2 separate regions of the Danio rerio genome follow, and region 2 is linked to region 1. A link is a contact called in public HiChIP or PLAC-seq data. All regions are on one chromosome and are shown on one strand. The core of a region is the stretch at or near the end of the contact, and the rest is flanking DNA. Distances in the headings are between cores, read along the strand shown.

Evidence for each region. HiChIP or PLAC-seq counts read pairs in DNA pulled down with a chosen protein or histone mark.
Region 2: an H3K4me3 HiChIP or PLAC-seq map of gastrula embryo shows a contact between it and region 1, with 4 times the contacts expected there. The contact joins the enhancer-like site here to the promoter of mark2b in region 1. A contact is called at or near these places in 7 of 18 Hi-C or Micro-C datasets (caudal fin, embryo, hematopoietic stem cells and 1 more) and 3 of 4 datasets of contacts at active chromatin or transcription factors (caudal fin, embryo and gastrula embryo).

The regions. Positions count from the first base shown.
Region 1 is chr7:24,873,637-24,876,473 of GRCz12tu, reverse strand. It overlaps mark2b (MAP/microtubule affinity-regulating kinase 2b), which reads right to left and starts at 1,463. Exons shown (of 16, transcript XM_073908425.1): 1 at 528-1,463. The coding sequence starts at 578. It overlaps krcp (kelch repeat-containing protein), which reads right to left. Exons shown (of 13, transcript NM_001012366.1): 13 at 1,727-2,778. The coding sequence ends at 2,644.
Region 2 is chr7:24,963,080-24,965,779 of GRCz12tu, reverse strand. mark2b (MAP/microtubule affinity-regulating kinase 2b) reads right to left here. Exons shown (of 16, transcript XM_073908425.1): 16 at 2,486-2,700. Among named protein-coding and RNA genes, the nearest start is that of rcor2, 16 kb to the left of the region's middle. Within about 2 kb of position 1,344, at least 10 of the 62 cell types and tissues checked have an H3K27ac peak or open chromatin away from gene starts, as enhancers often do. A contact at or near this core is called in gastrula embryo, where this site is marked.

The DNA.
Region 1 (2,837 bases), core at 214-2,713:
GGTAATAGCTGTTGATAGACCAATAATTTAACCAGTTTCAGTTAAAGTCTTCTTTAATGTTTTACTTTACTAAAAGGTCACCTACATTATAAGAGTGTGAAATATCCCCTTAAAACATTTTGAAGTCATCTTAAGGCCCCATAGAATTTTTTATTGGGGGCACTGTTAGCTTAATTTTATTGGCAGACACACTTGCTAAACCCCAAACATATGGTATTTTTAGTCTATCCAATGGACAAAACGACACTGTAGCTAAATCAGCCATTATGTTTTCAATATCTACATTGAGGAAGCTTGAAACTTTTATCAATTAACAGTTAAGGGAAGTCATGTTGTGTCAGGGATACTGTTTCTGAACTAACTTGTTTTTCCTTTTTCAGCTCACCTAACAGTCTAACTTTGTATTACATGCTTGAGAGAAACAAGGTTCAACAGAAAAGCAAGAATGACGTCATCCGCAGCAACAAACAAGCACACACACACGCCACGGTTAGTTTCTGAGCAGGTAGTGTAAAGACATGTCTCACCTGGCTGGATGAATTCTCTATAACAGCTACTCCTTGAGGCCGGGTTGACATTTTCGCCCAGAGATTTTCAAAAACAGGGCCAATGGGGGAAATGTGACTGGAAAATCGTTTTCAGTGGTTGACAAGCATTTATAAGCTTGCCGTTAGAGGCTAATGTGTCTGTTCTAACAGAAGTAATCAGTGTTGCTAGCTAGCCTGAACTAGCCACGCAGACGGAGATCAACAAGTTGAAGCCCAACATCAGTCCATATGTGGAGGAAAAAAAACTTGTGTTAAAGTCTCCGGCTGAAAATAAACATATAGTCCTTAATGAGGTTTTATAACGGATTTTCAGTCTTCTTGGAGAAACAAGCATGGACCCAACATTTAATGTTGCCTTCCAAATGAATCGGCTGGAGTTTAAAACAATTCAAATCTTCCCATAAATGACAGCCACAGGAAACGAGGACACGAGAAAGACTAATGTTTCTTAACGAGCGATGTGATGTGTGTCTGGCCACACAGACAGAATAACACAAATAAAATTGAGTAAAATCACAATTATATCGACCTTCAAAAACAATAAGTGTCAACAAAAGGTGGAGAAATAGCTTCACCGTCACTTTGAGACAAACCGAATGACCGCGGATTTGAAGAAAAACAACCGAGAATGTGAAGCACTGGCAGACGTAAAATGCGTTTCAAAAATGATCAATCCTAAAATACCCTCATGATCCACGAAACCGTCTTCCGCCACTCACGGGATCCCGGTGACCGACGGCTCTTGAATGAAAGAAAACGGCCGAGGGCTCGCGTCCAGAGAGAAACATTCACAGTCACGTAGTAAAATCCATAATTGGCTTCGGTGAAACGGGCTTCAGTGGAGGCGGATCGGTGTCGTACTGCGGCCGAGCTGTTCAAATGCTCGTGCCTGATACCGGAACAAGCGCGAGAGGCAACATGGCCGATCTCCGGAGCGAGCGGAGGGGGGCTGAACGGGGAGGGGCGGCGGATCCGTGCACGGATCGTCTAGGCGTCAGTCGGCGCTCGCACTGCGGTATTCGCGGCCGAAACGGCGACAGTAGACGTGGAGTGACATCATGCGGTCGTTGTTACCGTGGAGATTTTGAAATTCAGCAGATGCCAGATCACAGGAAACAGCATCTGTGTGTGAATCATGGTGTGAATGTAGTGTTCGAGTAACGTAACAAGTGAAGACATTTGATTTTTCTTAAGAACCTTTAATTTTGAACAGCGACATTATTTACAGCTGAATCATAATTTCATACAGACATACACAAATAAAAAGGAAACTTAATCTAAAAGTGGGCATGTATATACAAAACGGACACCTCAATGATTTTTCATAGATCAAATCTAAATCCCCTGGTACGGTGAATCAGAAAATGAATATCCGTCTACTACAGTTAAGTGAATAATTCACCTAAAATGTGAAAATTGTCATCATTTACTCATCCTCATCATATTCCAAAAACAAATGCTGTCAGCTATGGCTGAACACAAAATTAGCGATGTTGAAGAAATCACAGAAACTAAAAGCACTTGTGCACAATATGAAAGGCAGTTTGAAGCCATACAGTATTATTGTGGGAAAGCATTCTGAAGGATTCTGGAAATTGGTTAACTAGAATTAATGGCTAAACGTTTTCAGCATTCTTCAAAATATCTTCTGTTCAACTGAAGAAAACAAGTGGTGTGGAACAAAAGGAGGAAGAATAAATTAGATTAACATTTGGGGGTAAACTACACCTTGAATACCTGCAATATCATAAAACACATATTGAGCATCTGCAGTTAGATATCGTCATCATGTGCACTTTAGAATCAAATGAGGGGGAGTAAATAAGCTTTTTGAAATAGTCTTCCTTATATACAAAACAACCCACACTATTTTATATTAGTCTTTTTATCGCAAATCATCCTCCATAACATCATAAAGAGTGACTTCCCAAGACCTGTGCATAAGCTAAAGCTAATTAACAACGACAATACAAATACCTGAGTGAATACATAATAAACCTCTTTAAATTACTCCAAAAACAAAGACCAAATCTGAAAGACTGAAGCATAAAACACATGTAAAAATGCATATAAAACCAAATACTGATGCAGATGTTTAGTCTCTGCTTAAGTCTTTTACTGGCATTGTGAACAGGTCTGAAAAGAAGCTCCCTTCATTGTCACCTCCACCAAAAACCAGCAGTGTTTGTGGGGCTGACTCGAGAAGTTCCTCTTGTTCATCTATAGATCCCTTTAAAACAAAAAGACACGAGGTGTCACAAATCAGAGTGCTGAAAACAAGACAATAAT
Region 2 (2,700 bases), core at 95-2,594, 89 kb before region 1:
TTCATCCATAAAAATGAAGTGTTTGGGGGTGAGGTGTCTGAACGTGACTTAGAGAACAATTTTAATTCATCTTTAGTCAAGAATGTGTCCTATACATGACAAAATATGTGTCCTATTTTGACTGCTGTGCCATCATAAATAGTGAAAATAACCCATAAAAAAGGCTTTAAGATCAGGCGGAATCCTCTGTTGGTTGACGCTTCAGTGACTTCAGCTAATCAGTTTTGGCCAATGCTAACAGGAGCTTGAAACAAAAATCACCAATAAAAAGGTGTGAAGCACCAAAAGCGGCCTATATTAAATTCATTTGAATATATTTTGGCTATTGGTTTTATCCATGAATTTTCAAAATTACAAAAGAGGCTCAAAAAATTGTGACACTCTGCATTATTAGTAATATTATTATAATTATGTTTTAATTATTTTTTACTGAAATGGCCGGACTGAGAAAAGTTAAATGTGTGGACAGTTTGTTTTTGCCTAATAAATGATAATAATAGGCCACAGTTTTCAAAATAAAACTTTACCAGATTCCTATTTGTTTTCAAATAATATATGATGTAATAAATATTATTTTTTATAAAAATATTTTTTTTTAGGCTTTTCTTTATTCTAAATCTTTAGGAAATGTTTTGGTACATGAAAAAGTGTGGTAATGATGACCACCCCACTAGCTAATCCAGTAAAAGAATTCTGCTTAAAATGTCAATAAAATGCAGTGTTTGAATCTCATAATTAAATTAAAAAAATGAGGCGCATAACTGCATAAAAGAACCACCCCTTTCACCAGGCTGGCTACGGGCCTGTTTACAAATTGTATATCGTCAAAATTAACATTCATTCATTTACTTTTCAGCCCTTTATTATTCTTTAGGGGTGGCCACAGTGGAATGAACCGCACAAACCAGCGTATGTTTTATGCAGTGGATGTAAAATCAAGCTCCAGCTGCAACCCAATACTGGGAAACACCCATACACTCATTCTCTCTCACACACACATTATGCCTAACGTTAATTTAGTTTATTTTATTGACATACCGCATGTCTTTAGACTGTGGGAGAAGCCGGAGCACCCCTGGAAACCCACACGAACACGGGGAGAACATGCAAACTCCACACAGAAATGCCAACTGGCCAGCCGAGGCTCGAACCAGCGACCTTCTTGCTGTGAGGCGACAGTGCTAACCCTTGAGCCATCTGCGTACTGTTTTGTGACGGGAAATTAAGTAAGTTAACGTTAACTTATTGTGTAACGTTATCTTCAAGCCACACAACCATGCTTTTTGGAACAGTGCGAACAGAACACCGGAAATGTAAACACAGCATGAGGGCGCCTGTTTATCACACAAAGGCGTATCGTGAGTGTGTGGTTAGTGTTTTATTGTAGTTTTATTAACTTACTGAGTCTCAGGTGTGGGCCAAGTTTACTTCCTCATAGCCATCTTCCTCAGCGGCTCCCGCCAGTTTTGTGCTGTGCGTGCGTGCGCGCGCGCGAGCTCGCTACCTCTCATCAGGTGACATTAAACGTGAAAGCTCATGTCGGTTGCTTAAAATTCGACAGATTAAACAGCGCTTGAACTCTACAAATAGATTTAGTAACAGCTTCTGTTATAAATGTCGCGCCTCACTATATTATTTTTAACATCACTGTTACTATGGTTACTTACAGGTTATGTTCACGGATCCAAACCAAAACACCGCGAGGACACGCCTTCAGCCCTCGACCAAATACATTTAAACGTGGATCAAATTTAGATCGTTTCTCAAATCTAAATTGTTCAAAATTAAATGTTTAACTGCCCTAATTGTTCAGGAAGCTGATATGGGGATAACTAAATATACGTCTTAATGGTATAGTTGATCAAAAATTAATATAGGGTTAGCTCTTTAATACTGAGAAATAATTAGCTCTGCTTTGTATTTTAAATAATGTTAATAATTAAATTTAATATAAATGAATTACAATATAAATATAAATTTGACCACCCATAAAATGGTTCATACTACTGTTAATGCATAATTGTGCCAATAAGTCTGCCAGTAAAAAACTCAAAATTCAATGGTCTGAAGCCAGCAGATCTAGAGCCCCGATAGACATCTTAACTATTGTCATTTTATTCTCCTGAAATAGCCTAGCAGTTTGTTTCTACATATAGCCTAAAAGTTAAGTTAATTTAGATACATAGTTTGACCTACAGTAACCTCAGAAGTAGCTAATAGGTCAGAAAACAAAATGTCCCACAAAACACTGAAAACTTAACAAGTTTGATGTAATTTAAACAAATACCTACATTTGATTTACTACATTTGATAAGTGTGTATTACAAAAACTAACATTATCGAAAAAGTTGACCCCGTAAATGTATAATTTGCACCCTGGTTACTTGCATATATTTAAGGAGCCTATGTGATGTCAAACACCCTCAGATATGCCATTGTTGGGTATATTAAACATTGGAACAAACCAGTTTCAATACAGCCATCGTGAGTTTAATTGTTTTATTACTATCGTCGATCATATCTTTGCACAAAAAAAAAAAAAACATTTGGTGTATTTCTATGTGAACCCCCCCTAACCCAACAGCAGAGTCTGACACAAATAATAAAATTACAGCAACAAAAAAAAAATGTTGTGAATAAAAATAATCAACCCTGAAGAAACAAACAATACTTAAAATAATTGGATCCCCAGCACCTTGA